Linked DNA regions of Mus musculus: all the other regions are linked to region 1. Evidence: chromatin contacts called from public Micro-C and targeted proximity ligation data. All regions are on one chromosome and are shown on one strand. The core of a region is the stretch at or near the end of the contact, and the rest is flanking DNA. Distances in the headings are between cores, read along the strand shown. Region 1 holds the start of Rcl1 (RNA terminal phosphate cyclase-like 1). Region 2 overlaps Ak3 (adenylate kinase 3). Region 3 has its middle 49 kb from the start of Gm41829.

Region 1 (4,221 bases), core at 632-3,131:
TTTTCCCAAAACAAGGTCTGACTATGCAGCTCTGGCTAGGTTAGAACTCACAAGTGAGCCAGCCGGTGGTGGCGCACGCCTTTAATCCCAGCACTCGGGAGGCAGAGGCAGGCGGATTTCTGAGTTCGAGGCCAGCCTGGTCTACAAAGTGAGTTCCAGGACAGCCAGGGCTACACAGAGAAACCCTGTCTCGAAAAAGAAAAAAACAAAAAACAAAAAAACAAAACCAAAAAAAAAAAAAAAAGAACTCACAAGTGTAGACCAGGCTGACCTCTAACTCAGAGACACACTGTGTGGCCCAAGCTGGCCTTGAACTTGGGATCCTCCTGCCTCAGCCTACAGAGTGCTAGGATTACAAGGCTGTGTCACCAAGCCCAGTGCTCTCTCCAACAGGGAAGACAGACTTTACTCACTCCCTTAACAAGCCTTCTGTTTTTTTTTTCTTTCCTAACCTATTTCCATCACCATGCACAAAACGTTTACAGTGGTAGCAATGAAATTATTAAAAAAAAATTCAGACATGATGAAATAATCTAGCCCTCTAGTAAGAAAAGAAAAAAAAAAAAAAAAACCTCGCAAAAATAAACATACCAGCCTGACCCAGGAGGTCTCCTGAACGAACTACAACCCCCCCCCCCCTTTCAGGCTACTGATAGTTTTTTTTTTTTTTCTCTTTTTGGTTTTAATTGGTTCAATTGTCTTTATCAGAAGGGATCTTGGAGACACTTTTGAACACGCACCTAAATTCTAGGGGAACAGCTGCAAACCAAAGCCATTTAACAAGACGCGGGTTCAAATGATGGGTTCAACCTATCTATCTACCTTTGTGAGACAGATAAATCAATAAGACCTTTGAAGCCTGCAGTTTAATGTTTGGCCTTCCTTTTCCTTAAGCCAAGACAACTACGTCTACGACGTAAAAACTATCTTGGTTGAGCGCTCAGGAGCAGACCTGTAATCCCAGCACTCGGGAGGTGGGGAGGTAGAAGGAACAGGACTTGAAGGGCATCCTCAGTTACATACATAGTTTGAAGGCAACCTGAGCAACATGAGACTCCGGTTCAAGAAAAACAAAACAAAACCCTATTACAAAGCTTCGCTACTGCGCACATCGGTGACTAATAGAAACAAGCGCATCGTTTAAAAATAAAATTTTATAATACACTTCCGAAGAGATAGGGCGGGGGTGTGGTGGGGGGGGGAGGAGATAAATAATGGCGACAAAAACTGGTGTCCAAGCGGGGCAGCGGTTTCAGAGACCTGCTTTGGATGAGATTGGGAAACCAATCTGTGGTACTTTTCTCTCTAATGTCTCACTCAATCACTAGATGTTGGTCCAATAAACTGTTTGTTTTTCTCCAGGGAGGTTTATGGCGAAAGCAAGAGACTCAAGAGAGGGAAGCGAGTGGGCGATGCCTACGATTCGTAGCAACAAGCTAGCCAGGAAAACGTGCAGCTGTTTACTACCCGTGCCCAGGAGCCACAGGGCATCCTTCCACGCGTGGCGCAGCTCGCGGACAGATCTGTCGCCCGACCACCATCCCTCCCACGCGCCCAGTGGCCACTCCGGGCTACGACCCCGGGTCCTCCCTCCTCGCGCCCCCTCCCAAGTCACCTCGGAGGCCCGGGTTGTCGTCCCTGGCGCGAATCCTGCGGATCTTGACCGGTCGCCCGCTCAGGGTGGACAGGACCAGCCGCTGGCGCAAGAAGTTACACCCCGCGTAGCTGAGTGAGTGCGCCTGGGTCGCCATGTGCGCGCCGTCCGCAGAGGCCCGGGACCCGGGACCCGGGAGCGCGACCAGGACCAAGGCAGCCCCCGACGCGTCCACGTGGTTTAGAACAGGAAGACAGAGCGACTAGACACCGGGTCAGAGGGGAGCGGGGCGGAGCCAGCGGCCGCCCGCCCGCCTCCTCCCCTGGCTGGGGCGGCCCGGCCTCCGAGGCACACTACCATTGGCCCACGAGGGATCTGGGTGTTGCCCTCTCTGCGTCGCCATTGGTCTGCGCTGTAGCTGGGCGGTGCTCATGCCGCGTTGCCATTGGCCGGTAGTGAAAGAGGGCGGTGCCCGGGCCCCAGCAACAGCGCGCGGCTGGAGGGACCCAGTTAGTGCTGCGGGGAAACCCCGGCGCCCAGACGCCTTGGGGGTCTGTCTGTCTGTCTGTGCCGGACTTTCACGGCCTATGCGATAAAGGAGGCAATGGCTCCGCCTGGGTGCCCACAGCTGGTGGTACTTAGCAACGTACCTACGGCAGCCCCGGGCAAGGATGCTAGCTAGCCTCTCCCGCGTTTTCCTGCCACCGAAGAGAACAGGATTGACACGCTTACCCTGTTGTAGGCGCCTTGTCTGGGTCTGAGCCGAAATCCTCTGAGGTGCAGCCTGCAATCTTTCACTCCCGGGAAATTGCCAAGCTGTCAGAGGCTGCCTGAACTAGGACCCCGAGCCTTTAGACAAGAGACCGCTGCTTATTTTGTAATGAGGGGCCTCTCTTTGTCCCTTTCTCAGCTGCCCCTTCGTTCATATTCTTTGAGTTTGGTGTCAAGACATATCTGTAACCTCGCATGACTCAAAATGGACAGTTGCAATAACTTCAAGACATACATGCTCATGCATGCACGGGGGATGGGTGGGTGGAGATCTTGCTTTTCCATCTGTCCTGTCATCCAAGCTTGCACTACAAAACCTTTCTAAATATTGTACTGTTTCACGCCTCCATTAAAAAAACAATCAAATGACTACCAACTTAGGAACGCAGTGGTCTTAGTGTTAGGTTTACAGCCAGCCATTCACGGGCTGTAACCCCAGACCTTAAGTCCCAGAAAGCACAGTGAAGGATGGAGTAGAAGCTGGAGAAAGAAAAAAAAGGGGGCCATCCTAAGCGAGTGAGAGTCCCAAGGAAACCCCGAGGAGCATCAGTGGCCATCAGAGAAGAGTCTACGGATCAGCCCTGAAATCCACTGAGGCAGCTAACCCACTTACCACAACGCCATTCTGTTAAGACTGCCTTTACACAGCTAAGCGGCATCTGACAGGCAGCGTTCTTTGGAAAAGCTCCAGGACCCATAGGCTCTCCTCTAAACGTTGTTGTGAAGAATACTAAAGCACCAGGGGTACTTTCACATCAGGAATGGATTTTTCATTTTCTTTTTTAATGCTATCTCGTTTAATTACTCAATAGTCTTTAGAAAAAAGATATTATTCAATAAAGAATGCTCACATCCGTTCAGAGCTCACTGCTTTCAATGGAGACCTTCTGAGTTTTATTCCATCAGCGTCTCACCTCTGCTTCTAGATTTTCAAACCCACCTGGAATTGCAGGCCAATAGTACTGAGGTATCAATTCTCCTAGTCTTCAGGCAATGACTGTCCTGGGCTGACATGGAAATACCCAGGCTCTCTTTGCACATCCAGGAGGTAACTCTGGGGTGTCCTTTCAGCTCCAGTTTCTGGCTGTGGCATCCTCTTGGTTAAGCACCATCTCCTGGCTTCTTTCCCTGTATCCCTTCCCAGCTTCTCTCTGATACGTGCTAGAAATAACTCTCAAATAAATTATGTCCACTCTCATTTTTTGCCTCCGCGTCTTCTGGGCAATTGAGAATAAGTCCTGACTTATAAAATCTGAGAACTGAGATGTAGAAGGGGGAGGGGGAGCTTGTTGTAAGCAACACAGTAAATGGCAGAATCACAATGACAGCTCCATTTACTAAGCTATTCTTTTAGACTTCTAAACCTTCTGGGGGATGCGGGGGTAGGGGAGAAGCGTCTTCAGCATAGTTGGAATGCAGCAAAAGCCACATAGAAGAGAGCTAACTGGCCCAGTAGCCAGAATCAAGTGCCAGACAGGGTATCGAGTAAGCCAGCAGACAGTTTCACTCATCACCCCTAGACTCCCTGACTGGTCTTTGGTAGCACCTTCACTAATGCCATCTGAGGTAAAGATGAGCTGTTTCACCAAGTCCTGTCCACATTGCATAGCCACAAATTAGTGCCAGCTACGGGGTTGGGTGATTTGTTACACAATAATAAGTAACTGAAAGTCATTCAGTGTGGTACAGACATTGCTGTTTTAGTTTAGATAGCTACGACTGCACATCCCTGAGCAGTAACGAATTAGCAACCCACAACAAATGTTTGCATGATATTACAGAGTGAGTGCCAGCAGGTACCACACTGAGAGTCTTGTCTATGGGACCTTATTTTGTCTTCACACCAAGATAGCTCA
Region 2 (4,272 bases), core at 543-3,042, 77 kb after region 1:
ATGACAAACCAGAGACAGTGATCAAGAGACTAAAGGCCTATGAAGCCCAGACAGAGCCGGTCCTGCAGTATTACCAGTGAGTTCTTGCTCTTCTCAGCTTGCACAAGCAAGGTTTTGACTTTCCATACTGCACAGCTGAAATACTAAGCTACCAGAGGACCTGATCCCAGCTGGTTTAAGCATTAAGGACATTTCTAGGCTTCTGTAAAGAAAAGACGACCAGAAAGTAGGCAGGGCTTCAGTCTCCTGGGTTCGCCTGCTTTTATGTACTGACTTGGTCCTCCTCGTTCCTGCGTGGTTGCTGGTTTTGCCAGAAAGGCCATGCCATCCTCTTTCGTGAAGGGCTGAGTAGACCTTTTATTAAGTAAACAAACTTTTGCTTTGAACATCATTCTTATGAGACAGAACAGCCATGCTCAGGAAACCTCATACTTACTGTTGCAGGGCTGGGCTTCTGCCAGTTCCAACATCAGTCCTGGGGCTTGGGAGGGCCAGTACAGACTAGTCCACATCCAAGGCTTGGAGGCTCCATTTCCACCCACATTCTGTCATGGAGTGGATGGCTGGAAGCAGTGCTGGGGCACCAGTTACAGTAGTGCCCACCAAGTGTGCTGAGAGGACACTGAAGCATAGAATTTCAAATGGCAGCAAGCTTTAGGATCACGTATGTGGTCAAATGTCTTTGAAAGCTCACTCACATTTTTGTCTGCTCTACAAGGACATCTGTATCTTAGAGAATATGAGAACTATTAGAGCTGATACCTGACTCAGGCCAAGAAGCAGTTTGGTCTCCTCCACCCTTCCTTCTTCCAGGAAATGTGCTACTCTTTGCTTTCATTGTATCCCGCACGATTCAGGGGCAAAGCAGTACCTGCTGTTGCAAAACTAGCATTGATACCAGAGTCAGAAGGCCTAGGTTCAAACCCCAGCTTAGTATTTCATTAACATGGCCTTCACTTCTTGCTTAACCTCTGTCTGGTTTCTCTTTCATGAGACGTAGGTGAGGCTGGAGGCTTGAAAGTGAGTTGTCCCGGGTGCACAATACGCACTGGACATATATTAGCTGTTGTTGTGGCCATTACTGCTGCACTGGGATAAGTATGCAGGAAAATTCATAGCCAGCCTCCAAACTGTCCCAATACTTCTAATAGTTTATTTCTGGAGGGTGAAATTACAAGAGTTGCCAATTCACTTTCTACAGCAGCCATCACTTAAGTTTGTATTTGTCTATCAAGTTTGCCTCTGAAGACTGACAGCTCTATGACAAGGCTTTTCATCTCCGTGTCACCGACTCCTTACTTCAGTCAGTCGGTATATAGTATATTGCTTTAGAGAACCAGAAGAGACTTGAAGTGAGAAGCCTGGGAAAGGCTTGAGGAATCCTCGGCTACTGAATCGATGTTGGGTGCTCTGCTGGCGCTGTGCCAGGTCCTTGTCCATGCAGACAATCAGACTCAGTTCCTATGAGCCTCCAAGAATGAGAACTGGGCGAACAAGATTTATCAGCAGTGAGATATAACATGTGCTTATTATCATCAGAAACTGCTCACACTGGCTTAAACAAATGGTGTTGGGGGCGGGGGGTGGGGGGGTAGGCTCCAAATACAGCCAGCTGGCCCTGGGGCTTCAGTCACCAGCGGTTGCAGTGTCTTCTGATTTTAGCTCAGCTCCTGCCAGCTTCAGTTAACTGAACAGTAGGGACAGTCCGCCCCACCTCCCCACGGCCCAGCCAAAGTCATGGGGCTGATGGTGGTTAGCTCCAGCCACGCACTGTTGTGAGGTTTGGGAACAATCTTACTAGAACCTCATGTACCGAGTGTGGTGAGCGTGATTGTTCACAGGACACAGAACAGAGGGTGCTTTGTCTGGGCAGATAAAAAGCACCACTAAGGGACTGTGAAGAGAGGAAGTACCCGTAGGGATTAGTTCTGTCAAAATGTGGCAAGTTGAGAAAAACTATAGAAACCAGCGACTGGGGAGCCCAGGGTTGGGTGGAGGGTGTCTTTCTTTTTGGGCTCTTGCCACTTCTTCCATACAAATTCAAGCTTTTCTGCCTAAGATCCCATGCATTTACCTCTGGGCTTACAGGAAAACAGGAAGAGCCTTAAAAAGAAGCTACATAGTAGCCGGTATTGTTATCTTAAACCGCTTATTTTTAAAAAGCCCTATTCTTTCCAGCCTGGAATGTTCATCTGATCGGAGATGTGATGTTCTTACTCTTTAGAAGACTAGTTTTTTGTAGCTGGTTCCATTCCATTGCAGAGCAATTATAATTGGCAAACGTTCACGTGGTACATCTTAAGGATAGAACAGTCAGGCAACAATGCACTCCTGGCCCCATAGCTCAGGACTAAAGCATCTTGTTCAAAGCTTGCTTTCTCTGAAAGCTCTACCAGCCTGTGACTTTACATGCTAAACGGCTACAACAAATAACCCCCTTTGCATTTCTTCTCAGTAAGCAATGCTAGTTTACTTAGAAAGCAGCGGCTATTATTTAAGTTAACCACACAAATGTTACAAGGTGTCAATAAAGGGACCCCTTTGTCCAAGTGAAAGCCCAGTGAGAAAGGCGCAGAGCCATCACAGCCTGGTTTTGGAAAGTCATAAATCAAGCATTCTTTATCTGGCCCATGGATGACTTGCGAACCAGTGTGCACGCCCAAGAAACGTGTGTGGGTTAGGGGTGTTCAGAACCTTAAGGTGGTTCTGAGAAGCAAATCCCGGGATTCTGAGGGCCACTCTTCATCCGTTTCCCTATTGAGCACTGGAACAAAAATAAATATTCAACCATTGGTCCGTATAGTGATGAGCCAGACAACCCGCAAGAATAAACGGAGAACCCTGACAGAAAAAACAAGTCAGGGAGGTAGAACAGTGGAGAAAAGGGAACTCGGTCAAAGATAGGATAATGAGTGTTAGAGACTTCTGTGGACAAAGCAAGGCTAAGGTGATGTCCTGGAGGCTGATGGCCCCGTTTTGAATCCGCCAACCTGGGGACTGAGGCTGAGTACCTACCCAGAAGACAAGTGTATCTGCCAGGAGGAGGAGCATCTGGACTTTTGGCATGCTGTAAAGTGTTAGTATAGGCTTAACCAACAACAAAGTCTCAGTATGACAGCTGACAGCCTTTTAAAGAGCCCCTTTCTTTATGCCAGAAGACAAAACATGAACTGCAGTCTACAGTTTGCATTGTCCAGTCAAGTTTCTTGCCCCTGGATCAGAGACCTAAATACACATCAGGACTTCTAAACTCACATGAACTTTACAAACTGTTTGGAAAAAGCGCATTAGGACATTCAGATCTGTATAATCTACCTACCTATTTTGTTTTTCATCTTTAGGAAAAAAGGGGTGTTGGAAACATTCTCTGGAACAGAAACCAACAAGATCTGGCCCCACGTATACTCCTTCCTACAGACGAAAGTTCCAGAAACTACCCAAAAGGCCTCTGTTACTCCCTGAAGAGGGCAGCAACTGGCAGGATGAGGCAGGGCCTCCTCTCCTCTTCTTGCCTCTGTATCTCAAAGCTCTTTTCCTAAGACTTCTCTAAAAATTATGATTTATTCCTAATGGCTAAGCCAAATGAGTCAGATACTTAGCCTGATCTGTTAAAATAGCCTCACATGTTTAATCTAGGACCTGGTTGTCTTCTGTGGACGTGCAATTGGAAAACGTCAGAGATGTTGAAACAAACTAACTCGGAGAGCAACTGGTGACCATCTAACCTTCTGTTCAGTTAGTCAAAGTGGTTGATCACATTTTCATGTTTTTCTGGAAAAGTTCAAAAAAAATTTACCATTCAAGGCAGATAAATAATCTCATTCGAGGCTTTTCAATAAGCCAATGCCCACTGCAATTCAGGAAGATGTTTTCTGGCCTGAAGGGATGTGGTATTAGAAGACACTGTCTATAGATTTCAGAAAGCAAGCAACAGGCTTTACAGATGTTAAATGTAAACTCACTGCTACCTTAACAGGAAAAGCCAAGGGAACAGGCCACCATGCTGTGTGTCCTCTACTTATCCAATCTGCTGTGAAAATGCAGCCACTGGCACGTAGGGACGTGTGACTTGGATATGGACCAAGGTGTATGACTTAGGTTCTGACTGAAGTTCTAGGAGCAGCACTGGCACTGACAATGGCATTAAGTCCTAAGTTCTCCCGTGTCACTCAGGGTGAGGACCAAGTTTTAGGACCTACCCGTTTGTTTCCCTCTTTGATCCAAGCGGACTGCCTGCCTTGATGAGCAAGACAGTAAACAGAAAACTAAAGG
Region 3 (4,245 bases), core at 190-2,689, 96 kb before region 1:
CTCTCTTTAATTTTCTATGCTGATCTTGTGGCTAGGTGATAAAGAGTTCATAGGCCAACTCTGATGAATTCTAAGTAAGGCTTGAAAGCCATTATATAGTGAAGACAAACTAAGTTCATTCCTGTTTATGATTAACTCTGTTTCTCAAGGGCTGGGCTATGTCCCACTGTGGCATTAATTACAAATGGTTCTGTACTGCCTGTTCCAGGAAATGGCAACCATGTCTTTGTTTCAAAAACTTGTTATGACCATCTTGCCACTCTATCTTTATTTCAACCGGTTACAACGACCTGCTGTTACGACCACCTGTTGTAATGGCTACCTTGTTGTGACCACCTTGTTATGCTTATGTTCTGCTTCCATAGCCCTGCCCATTGACCTGTTAAACCCTCCATTTGGAAACCCTCTAACCCTGAGCTATAAAAACCTTGACCATGGTGATTTGAGCCAGTGGTCTTTCTACTGGTGTTTTTAGGATTAACAATACTAGTCTGTAGACTAAACTACAAATAACTACATCTATGGAGAGCTTTAAGGCAAATAAGTATTTCAGGCAGAGGAAATAGAAAAATCATGACATTTGGAGTATGCTGAGCTATACTATGGCTAACTAAACATTTGTTTATGTTAGAAAGGTATAGCATACAACATGGGCTTTTATTTTTAACCAGCCACATTCTTCAAAGATTTGAAACGTTATGTATTTCAAAATGTAGATTTTATTCACTTGACTTATTTCTGTTTATACTTCCTTCACAAAATGTCTTCTATTTGATTTAAAACAACAACAAATGGCCAACAAGATGGTTCAGTGGCTTCCTTTCTGGGAAGCCTGACATCCTTAATTTGATCCCAATAGAAGAAATGTTAATGGAAATGTAAAAACAACTCTAAAGCAAACAGAAAGGAAAGTGAATGTTTCCACAGACCTTGTGAGTCTCAGAGCACAGGGAATTGTAGGAGTCAAAGGAGCCAGAGGACACCAGGAGAATGAGACCTTCGAAAGCAAGTAAGCAGGGTGCATAGGCGTTCACAGAAACTGGAGCAGCAAGCACAAGGCTGACACAGGTCTGCACCAGACCCTCTGTGTGTATATCTATCTTTTAGCTCAGTACTTTTGTGGGACTCCTGAGTGTGAGAATGAGTGGGTCGCTAACTCTTGTGCCCGCTCTTGGGACTTTATTCCTTCTGTAGTGTCCAACTTCATGATGATAGGTTTGGCTTCATCTTATATTTTATTTTGTCATGTTTGGTTATTATCTTTTAGGAGCCTGTTCTTTTTTTAGGTGAGAGACAAAAAGAGAGTAGATCCTGAGGAAATGGGAGGTGTGGAGGAAATTGGATGAAAAGAAGAAAGAAAAAGGAGGAAATGATGACACCTAGGTGTGGCGGAGGAGGTTTATTGTAGATATGAAAGTGAAAACATACAGAGGCAGAGACATCTGGGAGAGTCCAGAGTGAACATGACTGAGCCAGGCCATGTGAGGGTAGAAAGGAGAACCAGGAGACCAAGAAGCCAAAATGGAAAAAGGGTAAAAGTCCCTGGACTGAAAAAGATTAGGGTAGGAGACTGGGTATGCCAGCTATAGTCTGTAACAGGTAGAGATTAAGGGGTACCAAGAGAATCTGGTGGCCATGTCTGCTTTGATATGCTAAATAGGTACCTCAATTAGCCATTTGTCCCAGGTTTGAGATACACACACACACACACACACACACACACACACACACATTAGTTTCTCCAAAGAACTCTAGAATGCCTCAAAATTAAACTAAGCAGATATGTGGCACCTCACTTTTGTGTGAAGCCAATTTCTTGGACAGAAAACTGAGACACTCACAAAAACCAGCACTGTACAATCGTACAACCTAGGTGTTCTGATATCTGCAGCTAAAACTCCTAATATACAAGAGGGAATAGCTATCAGATTCTCTTCTCTGCCAGTGATTGTGACTTTTATCCAAACTTAGATATGAGAGAGACTTTCTGAAGGTAGCTCACCAAAGAATGAGACATTGTCCCAGCAAAGCTGTGGTTAGCACCTCTACAGGGAGAGTAGCCTTTCCATCAGACGAATTCACACTCTCAACCCAAAAGAGACACACTCGGAGACACAGTGAGTACAGGAAGACACACTCACCCAGTGAGTACAGGGAAGTCATTAGAGAACTGTAAATTATTAAAATCACAACGAAATGCCACTTTACATAGGAGCTGCAACAGTGGTATGTAAACATAAATATATCTTTACAAGAAATAAGTATTGTGACGATATGCAGAAACCAGCATTGTGCATTGTTGGGGCTATAAAATAAAGAATCACTGGAAATCGGCAAGGGCATTCCATACGAAGTTAAACTCAGAATTACTCAGACTGAGATTCGGTTTTCTAAAAAGACTAGAATTGTGATACATGGTACACCATGGGTTAACAGTGAGAATATTACAATCTGTGAAATAATCCAGACACAAAAAGATAGATATTATGCTGTTGAACTGATAGGAGGCACTCAATGAGGAGATATCTTTAGAAACACAGAATTATAACAAAAGGTGCCAGCAGCTGGAAGACACTAAAGTTCAACGGGTATGGCATCTGTTAGAAATGGATTTTGACGATAATCACACAACATGGTGACTGTGAATGTTATCAAGCCATTGCACACTTAAAATGGTAGCTTTTCTTTTTATTACCATGCTGAAACAAACAAGCAAGCAAGCAGATATTGGAGCACGAGTCTTGCAGCCATTGTCATGAGAAGAGGGCTTTCTGACAGAATAACGGGAAACACTTTAGTTACACATGTGAGTACCACAGAGAAACTATAAATTATAATGAATAGCCCCAGAGATTTGGTTATGTCAAAGAACAAAATGGACTGAAGTGCCAATGAGTACATGGAAATCAACTCATCATTGCCAAAATTAAAAGCTCACTATTGATCTGAAGAACAAAGTGAAGATGGCTGAAGAGTGAACCAGGGAGCTGGCAAACTAAGCAAAGGAGTTTCCCAGGGAGCAACACAAAAAACAAGATGTAGAGGTATAGTGGGAAAGATTCAAGATGTGGCAGAAACATCCACAAGCCAGGCTGTTGGTATAGTAGGGGTAGACTAGAGAACAGGGAGACATTATCAAGGGAATTTCCTGAGTGGAGACTCAATTCTTTACATTAGAAGAAGGACACACAGAGTGCCTCTTATGAGGGAAAATACAATCAAACCCAGGAAAGGGACCTGAATTCTAAGAAAAAGAGAAATCTGAAAGTCTCCAGCAAGGGACTGGGAAAAGAACGAAAACAAAGTTAACACCAGGATTTTCATCTCAGATTAATGACAGAGGACAATGAAATGTTTTGACAGTGCTAAGAAAAATTATTTTGAGCCCATAATTCTATATTTATCTAACCACCATTCAAGCCTATGGGCAAAATTAAACTATATTTAGATAACTAGGGCCTTCAAAAGCTTACAGTAAGAACTTAGACTGAAATAATTGCCTGCAGACAAAAAGAAAAGGAATCCAAGAATAATTTATAAGTGTTCTAGTTACTTCTAAGTCATTGTTGATAATGTACTTGTAAAGTCTAATGTAGGTGCCTCTTAAGAAAAAATGGGTTCCCTTCAGAGTGGAGCCTTCAGCCTCCGGCCATCCGACATGCCTCAGGGGAAGATAACTTAGGGACATCTCTTTCTTTGGATGGTTTTCATCTAATACCTAGATACCTGAGGACAGGAAGCTGAATGTTTTTATTTTAGTCACTGTCCTGTTGTTGTGAAGAGACACCATGACCAAGGAAACTCTTATGAAAGAAAGCATTTAAAAGGGGCTTGCTTACAGCTTCAAAGGGTGAGTCCATTACCATCATGGCAGCAGAAAGCAGTCAGGCACGGTGTTGGGACTGGTAGCTGAGAGCTTTACATCACAATCCCCAGGCAGTGGGCAGACAGACAGACAGACAGACAGACAGACAGACAGACAGACAGACACAGGGTCTGCTGTGAGCTTCTGAAACCTCAGAGCCTACTCCCAGTGACACACCTCCTCCAACAAGGCTGTACTTGCTAATCCTTCCCAAACAGTACATCAATGGGGAGGGACTAAGCACACACACAGGTGAGCCTGTGGGGGGTCACTTTCATTCAACCCACTACACTTCCAGTTTGCCAGGTTCTGCAGATGGAAATCATAGAGAATGACTAAAGAGGGGAATCTGAGGCAAAGGTCTGTAAATGGGAAGAGAG

What was found. Hi-C and Micro-C count contacts between places; a contact is called where the count stands out from the background.
Region 2: a Micro-C map of stem cell-derived neural progenitor cells shows a contact between it and region 1, with 4 times the contacts expected there. A contact is called at or near these places in 2 of 484 Hi-C or Micro-C datasets (rod photoreceptor and stem cell-derived neural progenitor cells), 4 of 130 datasets of targeted methods (the SCID.adh cell line, bone marrow-derived macrophages, embryonic fibroblasts and 1 more) and 3 of 9 other capture datasets (adipose tissue, liver and pancreatic islet).
Region 3: a contact with region 1 is called in a targeted proximity ligation map of CD8 T cells, with 8 read pairs. A contact is called at or near these places in 2 of 39 promoter capture datasets (fetal liver and liver), 3 of 484 Hi-C or Micro-C datasets (CD8 T cells, the HL-1 cell line and nephron progenitors), 10 of 130 datasets of targeted methods (CD8 T cells, the SCID.adh cell line, bone marrow-derived macrophages and 5 more) and 3 of 9 other capture datasets (adipose tissue, liver and pancreatic islet).

What each region holds. Positions count from the first base shown.
Region 1 is chr19:29,099,035-29,103,255 of GRCm38.p6, reverse strand. It overlaps Rcl1 (RNA terminal phosphate cyclase-like 1), which reads right to left and starts at 1,881. Exons shown (of 9, transcript NM_021525.2): 1 at 1,616-1,881. The coding sequence starts at 1,751.
Region 2 is chr19:29,022,016-29,026,287 of GRCm38.p6, reverse strand. It overlaps Ak3 (adenylate kinase 3), which reads left to right. Exons shown (of 5, transcript NM_021299.2): 4 at 1-76; 5 at 3,342-4,272. The coding sequence ends at 3,462. It also overlaps a transcript of Cdc37l1 not described here. Among named protein-coding and RNA genes, the nearest start is that of 1700018L02Rik, 23 kb to the left of the region's middle.
Region 3 is chr19:29,194,740-29,198,984 of GRCm38.p6, reverse strand. No RefSeq gene overlaps it. Among named protein-coding and RNA genes, the nearest start is that of Gm41829, 49 kb to the left of the region's middle.